Linked DNA regions of Zea mays: all the other regions are linked to region 2. Evidence: chromatin contacts called from public Hi-C data. All regions are on one chromosome and are shown on one strand. Each heading gives the region's core, a stretch centred on a gene start, on an enhancer-like site or on the middle of the called end of the contact. The rest is flanking DNA. Distances are from core to core; before and after follow the strand shown.

The links. A called contact is a pair of places that touch in the nucleus more often than the background predicts.
Region 1: a contact with region 2 is called in a Hi-C map of tassel, with 1.9 times the contacts expected there. The contact joins two enhancer-like sites. A contact is called at or near these places in 2 of 25 Hi-C or Micro-C datasets (leaf and tassel).
Region 3: a Hi-C map of leaf shows a contact between it and region 2, with 5 times the contacts expected there. The contact joins two enhancer-like sites. A contact is called at or near these places in 2 of 25 Hi-C or Micro-C datasets (bundle sheath and leaf).

The regions. Positions count from the first base shown.
Region 1 is chr1:182,501,866-182,505,680 of Zm-B73-REFERENCE-NAM-5.0, reverse strand. It overlaps the pseudogene LOC103640709. Among protein-coding and RNA genes, the nearest start is that of LOC100382434, 9.1 kb to the left of the region's middle. Within about 2 kb of position 1,815, at least 13 of the 20 cell types and tissues checked have an H3K27ac peak or open chromatin away from gene starts, as enhancers often do. A contact at or near this core is called in leaf and tassel, where this site is marked.
Region 2 is chr1:182,327,074-182,330,851 of Zm-B73-REFERENCE-NAM-5.0, reverse strand. It overlaps LOC103640664, which reads right to left. Exons shown (of 4, transcript XM_008664154.4): 4 at 3,438-3,778. The coding sequence ends at 3,606. Among protein-coding and RNA genes, the nearest start is that of LOC103640664, 23 kb to the right of the region's middle. Within about 2 kb of position 2,506, at least 17 of the 20 cell types and tissues checked have an H3K27ac peak or open chromatin away from gene starts, as enhancers often do. A contact at or near this core is called in bundle sheath, leaf and tassel, where this site is marked.
Region 3 is chr1:182,122,135-182,126,270 of Zm-B73-REFERENCE-NAM-5.0, reverse strand. No RefSeq gene overlaps it. Among protein-coding and RNA genes, the nearest start is that of LOC542720, 48 kb to the right of the region's middle. Within about 2 kb of position 1,875, at least 17 of the 20 cell types and tissues checked have an H3K27ac peak or open chromatin away from gene starts, as enhancers often do. A contact at or near this core is called in bundle sheath and leaf, where this site is marked.

The DNA.
Region 1 (3,815 bases), core at 566-3,065, 180 kb before region 2:
ATTATTACATATTTTTGGTAAATTAGTTAATAATTATGTAGTTGTTTGTTAGCTAGCTAATTTCACTAACAATTTTTAGACAACTAACTATTAGTTCTAGTGTATTTAAACACCCCTATAGTTTAGTCACTAAAGAAACAAACATGGTGACTAAAATGGGGTGACTAAACTTTAGTTCTTTAGTTACTAAAGAGGTGACTAAAAGGGACTAAAGTAGGATTTTTACTTTATTTGTTCTCTCCACTTTTTTCTTGCAGCAAACATTCACTAATTAATAGAGGTAATAGCAATTAATGCTCTTTAATAGGGTTTATTCACTGGAACTAAACGTGTTACTTTATTGACTAAATTTTAGTCACTAAAGTTTAGCCTAGGGACTAAAGAAATCAAACAGGGCTAAGATCTGACGACGGAGGCAACAAACCCTCTCCTACTGCTAGTTCACTCATGCTTACAAGACTTACTAGTCGGTTGCCCGTGCGTTACGACGGCTTACAACAATACCCACGTAAACTATCCATAAAAAAATTTCAAGATTTTTTATTGATTGTCTCCGCTCTCTGTATACTATATTTTTTGATTTGGCTAATTGATGTTATTGTTTACTCCATGCAAATATGTCATGGTACAACACGGCCAATGAAGTGAACGATTAAAAGAGAGTTCACAACGATTGACTGAATGAACAGAGATTATAAAATGACATAATTCCATCATACAAAGACCAAATAAGAGAAAGTTTTTGAGATCAAGTTTCTAAAATATGTCCCATGAAGTCAAACTTATAAAAAAGATAGATCAAAATATGGAGTGATTGCTAAAGTCAGGCATTAATAAAAACTGGATGCACTCCATATAAATTACGCTACTTCGTAGCAATTACTAACGTTTAAAACTAACAAATAACCTTTCATTTTGTTGTTAGTGTGACAAATCATTGCTGCTCCATCCAATTCAGCAACCTCAAACACCATGTAGTCCATTGCGCCAATGTGGTCTCAAAAACGATATAATGCTTGCAAGAGCAAAGAACGTTGTGCCGTGCTTGGGCTGTAGCCTCGACCCGTAGTGCTGGTCCGGCCCGACACGATTATTTTTTTTATTTTACAAAAAAACGTATATACCTATATACAATTTATATTCAATATTAAAAACATCTTAGCGTGATGTTCTACTGGTTAGACAGTTTCACTCAATGTCTCCCGGCCTTCTTCCATCAGGGCATGGGTTCGAACCCTACCTCCCGCACCGTTTATTTAACATTTTACGCTGATTTAATTAAATGGATCGACAGGCTAACGGGCTGCCCCGACACAGTTAGCAGGTTGGCATGACGTGCCTAAGCCATAGTTGTGGCCCGCGTGCATCTAGCCCGTGTCGGGCGTCGTTACACTGATTTAATTAAATGGATCGACGGGCTAACGGGCTGGCCCGACACAGTTAGCAGACCGACATGACGTGCATGTGCCATAGTTGTGGCCCGCGTGCATCTAGCCTGTGTTGGGCGTCGTTTGGCATCTTTAGACGATGATTTAATTAAATGGATCGATGGGCTAACGGGCTGGCCCGACACAGTTAGCAGGCCAGCATGACATGTCTGTGTCATAGTTGTAGCCCGCGTGCATCTAGCCCGTGTCGGGCGTCGTTTGGCATCTATAGATGTGCAGCGGATTAATTTGAAATAGCTGTGAGTGATTATTTGTAAAAAAATGACGCATGACGACCGTTGAAACTGGTGCTTTAAGTATAAAAATAATATAGATATAGATATAGACTAGCGACTTTTACATGGCAGCCAACTTTGGTCGTGGGCCTTTGTCATGGCCACATGCGAGAGCCCATTAAACCTCCCTTCACTTCAGTTGCATTGCATGCAGTTGCCAATTATTGCTTTTTTTTTTTTTTTTGCTGCATGGGCATCTCTGCAGTTGCTTTGACACCCAGCAGAGAAACAGCATCCACAAAAAGGCCACGAACCCCGGCCCGCAGCGGATTTGGTGTGGCTAAAATAATACAGCAACTCCTCTCACTGAACAAGGCTCAAACTGACCCATCCTTTATCCTCGAGTACCTCACATTGTTTATCGCAGTCTCCATTTTTTTTTAAAAAAATGTCGTTTTGCTTGCTTCAGTTCCATGTCTCATCAGCTGCAGTCTCGCTTCATCAGCGCAGCAGTGTTCTCCAGCACCAAAGGAAAAGGAGTATAACCTTTGCCAGGATAACATTGTTTTCTTATTTTGCATCAATCGCGAAAGCAACAGCACCTTCAGCTATTAGCTACTTCTGACAAATTAGCTAATATATAGTTAGCTAGCTAATTTCACTATCAATTTTTAGCCAACTAACAGTTAGCTTGAGTGCATTCAAACACCCCCTGTATCATATTCATATCCCCACCACCACCACAGCCAAAATTTCTCCTCTCTCTCGGTACCAGGTACCCAGCAATAGAGAAGTACATATAGCTGAAGGCTGTACAAGTTAACCCATCATGCACAAATCCCGCCATGGATTTACGTGACTAAACAACGTAGCGCGAAGGACAGTCTCAGTTGTGATTCGCACACAGTTCCATACACTGCAAACGTATTATCTAATACCATCTGATCCCGTACATTGGGGACCAAACATTCAGACTTCAGAAGCAATTTTTTTTTCTTCTTCTATTTCCTCCTTTGGAGGCCACATATTTATAGTTTTTTAGCACAGCCGTGTACACAGTTTTACAGAGGGATAACAAGATGAGAGCTCTCAGGAAGCCAGAACACGCCACATCTATGTTCGTTCAGGGTTGAGCACGCATGGCTGCATACATGACGCATCCATGCTTTCTCCTGGGAACTGTATTCTGGTCTATGAAACACTTGTGACCAATATGTCCATGCGCATGAGAAAAGAAGTCATAGGGAAGACATGAGTGGCCAAGCAAGATGAACCTGTAGTTCTAGATGAAAGGCAAGAACAAACAAACTAATCTTACTGGGATATACTTAAGCGGAAAGCATGTGTGAATGGCTGATGAATCATGCTGCAGACCATGCAAGGCAACTTCAATTCATAACAAGAACCTGACCTCTCAAACTCGTTTAACACATCGCCCTAACCTAACCGCACTTTGGATGCAAAGAAATGCAACTCTGTGGCCTTCAACCACAAGACGAGAGAAACACAACTCACAAATCAATAATTCGGGTCAACTAAAAGGTCAATCAAAGCATAACCTGAAATATGGTTTTGAACTGTATACAGGAAAGAAAATAAACCTGAGAAGCTACATAAGAGCACTCTGCTATCCCAGCATCACCACGCAATCCTCACAGGCAAGCATATGCATATGCCTGCAAAGGTGTAGTATTGGTGTTCACTGAATCAACATTTGGAACTTACACGTTATGGGCATTGATGTGCATACAAGATACCCAACCATTGAAAGAGTTGCTGATCTTGCTCCAGCTTTAGCCTGAAACATACCAATAATGAGCAAAAAAAAAAACATGTTTTTTTTATTTAGCACAGCAATCCAGAATTCGGGAAAAAAAATAACAAGAGCAATACCTTAACATATGTAAATAACAAATACCAAGAACCTAGTATTTCACATTGGTATGAAAACGATAAGGTTATGTTACACATAAACAGGCACATAGTAGTAGACTCTTGTTGTCAGGATCAAGATGTAACCATTATGCAAAAATGTGCCTAGTGTGTCTCATATAGCGCAGTGATTGTGCATAAACTGGCACTAGTGATCTACTTCTTATTCTCAAAATTAAGCACATTGGACTCTTTCTGTGCTCAATTCAGCCAAACATAT
Region 2 (3,778 bases), core at 1,257-3,756:
CTCCATGTTCCAATTAACATTAATGATCTTGACATGAACATAAATAAAATAACAGAATAACTGAACATGGATATAATGAAATATTATCCCAAAACCATGTAGAGCAATAGCAAAAGTACCCAAGTGATTCAGGGATAGCAAGGTAAAGAGATAAACAATCTAGGGTGACCTATTGGGTCCCATCAAAATTAAACCTATGCATGAATAATGACATTAAAGAACATTATTGGGTATAAAAGTGGTCAAAGGCACAACTTGCCTTCAATGAGCTCCTGCTCAGCTACTTCTATCTGTTGGTCACCAGGATCCTCGGTCACAGGCTCTTCTACTCGCCACAATACAAACAAGCACAATATATAGAGAAAATTAACATCACACCAAACATGTAAACAAAATACATAGTAATAATCTACACATTAAAATAAAATCCTAGGAACAGGAATCATAATTTTTGGTGTTATAGATTTTAAGATATGAATTTCCAAAGGTTTTATGTGCTTGAAATAGGATTAAGTGAGAAATTATTTTTCTTACTGTTTTCATGTCAAAACAGATACTCTAAGTGATAGAGAATAATATTACAAAATTTTAGAAAGTGGAATGGATTAATTTGGACTATAGATGAATTTTCTATGAATTTTATAAGTTCTAGCACTTATTTGTATATTAAAAATCCATTTAAAATTTAATTTCTCTGATTTTACAATGCTCTGGACTGGGCCTCATTTACCAGGAAATACAGGGGCTAACCCGCAAGATCGCCAAGACACAATGTGCCACTGGTCTAGACCGCGGGTTAGTTTTACAAAAACAGAGGATCTCTTTTGTAAGGTTGACGCAGCGAAGAGGTATAGAGCCATTTCGGCCGTCTGATTTGATGACAGTGGCCTAGATCAAATCCACGCTATACTGAAGCGGTACGCATCGGAGGCCGATGGATCCAGGATCGACGATTCAGGTTTAATGGGTGTTTCCTATACTCCGAGCCATCCGATCATTCATTTGGCCTAATCTCGGCCGTTTAACCCCGATCGAACCGCGCAGGTGTATTCGCCCGACCCAAGTCCCCGTCGGCGACGGAAACACCCCGCACGGCGGCGCGCCATGGCCGGAATTCTCCCTTTAACCTACGGTGCACGATTTCTAGGCATACTAAGTGCGAAATGGAATTGGGAAGGGGGCAAACATGGGGAGCGGGTCCTTACATTGATTCCAGCAGTGCTCAGCTCTGTCCACGGCGATCCGCGGAACAGCGACGACAGCGAGGGATTGGGTTCGCCCGGGTTACGCACGACCTTCACACGCGCCCCACGAGTAGGGGTGGTAATGGATCGTGATCCAAATGGTTCTTCACAAAATGTTAAGGCCCTAAATAAATTATAGTTCAAAAATGACTAGAAATAGAGTCCGATCCTAACCCGATTTGATCCTTAAATCTTATAGTGCAAAATTTGTAGCCCATTGTCAGCCCTACCCACAAGTGCCCCGGAACGTAGACGAAGCCACCCGGCCGCACGCAACACACCAATTTGGCGCCGAGCACGACAAACAGCAAAGGGCGACGATCCACCCGATCGGTCGCGGCGGAACTCGTCACCCACCTCCTCCCCTCACAAAATTCTCCTCCCCTGGGTATGCGTACAAGGTCAAGGAGAAGAATAGGGTGCAGCACAGCTCGTTTTATGCGCCCAGAGATGGTCAGCCCGACGCCTGGAATGCGTGCAAGTTCTGTTGCAACAGCACGCCGCGAGGAAGGGGGAAACTCTGATGGGTGGGGCCCACGTGGAAGTGGCGCCAGCAGCGTGCAGCGTGAAGCGGTGAGGCTGCACGCGGGACCCACGGGTCAGTGGTAGTGGCTCACAGCAAGCAGCGTTCTTTCCTGGGCTGCGCGGAGGGGGAGTGCGAAGCTGGGCCGGATTGGAAAGAGTTGGGCCGAGCTAGGTTTTTGTTCTTTTCTTTTATTCTCCTTTTCTTTTCTTTTTTATTTATTTTCTTTTCATTTGAATCTCTAGTTTGAATTTGAATCCTTTTGTGGACTTAACCTTTGATTCAAATATTCAAACTCCAATATGTATGAGAATAATATATATATTTTTATACTTATTTTTATTCACCTAGTAATTTCTCTTCTTCTCTCTTTTCTCACTTCTTGAATTTTCCTTTAGAATTTAAATTCCACTTTGGATTTTTTAACCTATTTCTTTTTATGTTATTTTTATGTTGTCACAAAATGCACACAAAACATAATCCAGCATGATGCCATGGTTTAGTGATATATATATTTTTATTAATTGTTTTTAAAGGTGGTGTTCACATGTGATGACAAATGGATGTGATACACTTATATAAATAAAGGAAAACACTTTTCTCCTTTTAATATGATCTCTTACAAATTAGGTGTTACAGTTACAGGCGAAGGGGAAGGTTCTGACGGCATGGCCCCACATGTCAGTATGTAAGGGGTGAAGGGCTGATCCATGAGCCTATTACATTGTTTATCGGATGAGCGTCAAGGGTATTGGGCCCACCGGCCAATGGCCCATGCGGCGAAAAGAAATAAAGTGTGAAGGAGTCGGGCCGCGCGAGGGAAGAAAGGAAAGGAAAAGGGAGAGATGAGACGGCCAGGTTAACACGGCCCACGAGCATGTTTCATCTTTCCTTTATCTCTTCCATTGTTAATTCCCCTTTTGTTTAATTTTCTATTTTGAATTCCTATTTTCAAATCGGCTTCAATTCGGAGTTAAAATTTTAAATCGAACTAGATGCACATTCAAAAGTCCGGCATGAATGCAAATCCAAATTTTTTTACCCTATCTATGAAACATGCTTTTGAATACACCAATTATACACACACAATGTATATTAAGAAAGTAATCTCTATTCTATATTATTTAGAAAAAGATACTTTAACTTAAATATTTTAGAAGATATTTATGAATATATTATTCAATAACTTAACTTATATAAGGATCTTCTATATAATCTCTTATTTGAAAACATATTTATTTTAGAGGATGAAATTTTAAATGTAAGAAAATCTTTATTAAAAAGATAATTTAAAGTTTAAATCTCTAATGAATTTTTCCTAAATCCCAAAAACTAGGATTTTGGGTGTTACATCTCGCCGCTCGCAGGTAGCCCATCAGCTACAGACTTATTGCACACTACCTCTATTCTTGAATATTTGTCGTCCATTAGTTTATTTTTAAATTAAATGGCAACAAATAAAAAAGAACTGAGAGAGTACTATTTGTAGATATGCTAGTGATGAGTGTATCCGTTTCTCTACCTATACAAAAGGCCTGCTAATTTTTTTTGTTAGAATACAAAATGTTTCAATTTGAATCTTTCAGTGATACAATGTTCTTTGTTTGGGGGGGGGGGGGGGGGGGGGGGGGGGGTGGGATGCACACTTCATACAGGAAACATACAGTGGATGGTTGAATACCGTAAGCAATGGCGTTTTGCGCCTTATCTTATCAGGCTGAGTTTCACATCATTTCACGCAGCGCACTATTGGATTGATATGCAGACTTGACAATGCGCGCGTGCACGCACACATGCACGCGTACACATACACATTACCGGGTTGTTCTCGTTGCTTTTTAGAAGAGTTGATGAGCTTTCTTCACAAGTGAAACCAGTGGCTTATCAGTCTTTGTCACCTGATAATGATTATCGACCTCAAATAATACGAGGCAGTTATCGAGATCTGACAACGTCTTCAAAGACTCCAAGAGTACATCCATGAAATTGTGCTCTGTGAAATCTTTGATGC
Region 3 (4,136 bases), core at 626-3,125, 200 kb after region 2:
ATGCATATCATGCTGACCTTTTATGTGGTGCATTTTATTGGAAGTTTGAGGGTCAAGACTTTGCTGAAATTCAAATTAAAAAATGGGGAATAGAAAAAGGAAAACAAAGAAATTCAAAACAAAGGAAAGAAAGAATGATGGGTCGATTCTGCGTTGGGCCCAAATCCCAGCTCACCTCTTTGTGTTTTTTCTCTCTTCTTCCTTCCTTCCCTTTTCACGTGTCCTTGGATTGGGTCCCTATGTGGCCCATCCACAGAAGCAGCCCAACATCGGCCCTCGCGTGGGCACAAATAAAATATATTGTTTAACCCTCTCGTCGGGGCTGACGTCACCATGGCATCTGGGACCAGCGTCCAGGGCCGTGCCTGAGGCAGGGCGCCAGGGGCAGCCGACCTGGGCCCCCATCTCCCAGGGGCCCCACTCTATATAAAGTTCAATAGGATATAAGGATTAGTCTTATAGGAATTAGGGTAGGCAGTACCGCAGGTTTTAATTCTTTATGCTTTGTTGCCGCCGCCTACCTTCCTGCTACCTACTTTTCCTGCCACCGTCTGCTGCCTGCTTTTCTAGTTTTCTTGCTGCACGCCGCGCGCGCCCGCCTGCTGCCTTTCCTGCCGCCGCCTGCTGGCTGCTGCCCACGCCGCGTGCTGCTAGCGCTGGGAGCTCAGCCGAAGACGCGACGCAGACACTGCCTTCTGCGTGATTGACAGGTTCTGGTGCTTTTCATTTTATAGATTATTTTATTGTTTGCGTGCAGATTGTTTTATTAATTTTTTTATTGATTTCTTGCAGATTGTTGTTGACATCATGCCTCCTAGAAAATATGCATCAGGTAGCCAAAAAGAAAAAGAAGGAAGCACACGGAGAATGGATTGCTATGGAAATTTTTGAGTTTGTTAGGAGAATGGATTGCTATCCTAATATATTTGTTGCTTATCGGATATTATTTACTATACCAATAACTGTGGCATCAGCTGAAAGGAGCTTCTCAAAGCTTAAGTTATTGAAGAATTATTTAAGGTCTACAATGTCTCAAGAAAGGTTAAACGGGCTAGCAACTTTATGTATTGAGAAGAAATTATTAGATGATGTCAATATTGAAGCCATCATTGATGATTTTTCATCTAGAAATATTAGAAGACATTTTTAAGTTGATCTCTTCAATATATTTGAGGTAATAATCTTACTTCTATTTTTTACTGCTCAAGTCTTTCTGTGATATATTAAATATAATTAGTTGATATATATATATATATACATGTAATAGTAAAAAACGATTTTATGACGTTGGGACCTCTGTTTATAATCTTGTCGTGGGCACCTTAAATGTCAGGAACGGCCCTGCCAGCGTCGCCAGCCTACCGCGTCCAGAGAAGCTCGCGGGGAATCGGGGATCATGAAGCCAGCTGCGCGCATCATTGGGGACTAGGCTACGTAGTCCGGTAAGGTGCTCCTTCGAACCTTCGCCCCTTTTACAGCGAGTAGCATAGAGGCGAGCACGATCGGGACTGGAGCGTTTAGGGTTCAACAAACTAGGGCGAGGTTGCTGCGTCACCACGGTGCCGCATGGTGCCAAGTGTGGGTTCGGGACGGGTTCAGCAGAGGGGAAGAGGGCGACCAGAATCGGGGTAGGCGGAGTCTCTTTCCCGTTTGCTGGTAGAGTGAGTGGTTCCATGGTCGCAGGCGCGTCTGTCCGGTGCGCCGACGAGTTCAGCGCCGCTGCTCAGGGTGCTCGCTTGGCCACGGCGTGACTCAAGGAAGAAGACGAGTGCGATCCGTTGGATCATCGTTGGGTGGCTATGATTAGATCGCCCCAGAACCGAACCGGGACGGTTGGATCGCGATAGTGCGATCCAGATTGAATACAGCGTACCCCTTTGCTTGGATGTGTTGCAGCCGTCCAATTCTAATCCAACGGCCCGAAATCATCTGTACCCCTTCATCCGTGGGGTATTTCTAAAAGAGACTCCAGACTTCTGTATAAATCACTCGCTGTCCCCTCTAAGTAAAGAGTATAGCAGATTGGTCCTATTTTTGATACTTTGGCCCCTGAAACTTCCTGTTATCTTGGCCGCAGTCCGACAATCTGATATAATTATGAATTAAATCCGAAAATAGATTAATATATATGAAAATAAATCTAAGAACTTGTAAAATTCATATTTAGCTCATTCTAGCTCCGAATTAATCCATTCTAATTGCATTAGACTCTTATTAATATTGTCCATCAGTTAGTAACTTTATTTTACTATGTAATATAGAGATAAAATCAAGCACTCATTTTGTTTTATATTTAACACTTAAACCTTCAGAAAATCATAACTCTTTAACCGTAACTCTGATTTTAGTGGTTCTCGAACTTAGGATCTCGTTACGATGCATAGATCATCATTATGCATTATATTCTTCTATTTGTTGTGATGTTAATTTCTCCTATACCATGTTTGTTTGTATTGCTACGAGTAGACGAACAAGTGACCGATGACCTTGGTATTCAGCAGGTCGACACTACTGAGCATGAGCTCGTTGAAGGCAAGTTGTGCCCTTGACCACTTTTCTTTACCCAATAATGTTCTCTATAATCACTTTGGCATGTTTAGGCTTAACTTTGATGGGACCCAATAGGTCATTCTAGTTTGGTCATCTTTATACCTTGTTTACCACTGATCTTTTTTAGCTAGGAGAGGATAGCTTCTTGGTTTTTAAGAAACTGAGAATTTAATTTCTGTAAACTAAGGCATAAAAACTGGTATGTTTGGAACCACCTCATTTTCTATAAACCAGTTTAAATTGGGTGCTTCCAAACATTCTCTTAATTATTCTAAATAAATGCACGTATGACTTTGAATATTTCCTAGAATTTCCATTTTGAATCGTTATATTTTTTTATGAACCAAGCATATTGGTCAGATCGATATGAGGCCAGCAGCTGTAGTTTAATTTAGAGCCAGCATTATATTATATTCAACGCATGATTGGACAGGCATATTCAATATCACGATCTGAATCCTTCAATTCACCGCGGGTTTATTTTCTCTACTTTCTTTTGCTGCTGCTTTATTTTACATGTGAACACACTGCACTAGTGTTGCAGAGCTTATAAAGTGCTCACAGTTGGAGAACTGCATATCATCGTTCGCACAGATTGGAATGTGCCTAGTAGTAACAAAAGGCACGGTAGGCATGAGAAGCACCAAGAATTTTTTGGACAACATCAACTAGAGTTCAATGGTATATTTAGGGTACAGGCTGATCAAGACTAGGTGGGCAAGCTGCAAACTGGATTGTGAATAAATGAGAGACTAGATGATATATTTTAGAGAAACATGTTATTCGTTACTTCTTGGTGAAGCTATTGATCGGAGAATTATCTTCTACCTCTTCTTCTTAGTGGACAGTAAAGAGCCAGCACTACAAACAACTATCTGCATCGACTATACTTCGAAAACCGACAATATCGACTCGTGGGAATGAACTCATTAGTTAAAGGCAATACAAATGAATTTACCTTTTATCTCACCCTTTAATTAACTCTTCGTAAAGAGATTAATTAAAGAAAGAAGATAGTTGAGATAAATAAAAGGTGTGGCGAGTCAATTATGTGATGTATAAAGATAGAATATTTAACTCATCTCTATCGTACATTACTCTATTTTCCATTGCGTAACAAATAATTATAATTGTACCTTGAGCTTCCTAAGTAACAATGTAAAGGTAAAAATAAAACAACATCGTAGGTAGAGCGAATCTACAGCTTCATCAAAAATACAATCATGCCCTCAAGCCTATGCATATGAGATATAAGGGCGACCGTGGATATTGCATTTTTCCCACTTCGTAGCCTTGTTGAACAAGTCTTTAGAACCCCGACTTTCCACTTCGTAGCCTTGTTGAACAAGTCCTTAGAACCCCGACCCCACCTTGTTCCAGTTGATTCCTTCGTTACGTGTGCACTCGGCTGAACCGAATCTTATTGCTTCGTCTTTAGAATCACGATAACTGCACGTTAACTCTAGACGAAGATGTCCTTTGACATTCGACGTGTTACACTTAAAGCATGCTCAAGAATAACTGATGAATTAATGTTTTGAGAACTTTCGGCCATAAAAAATCCCTAATACGCGTTAATGTGCATA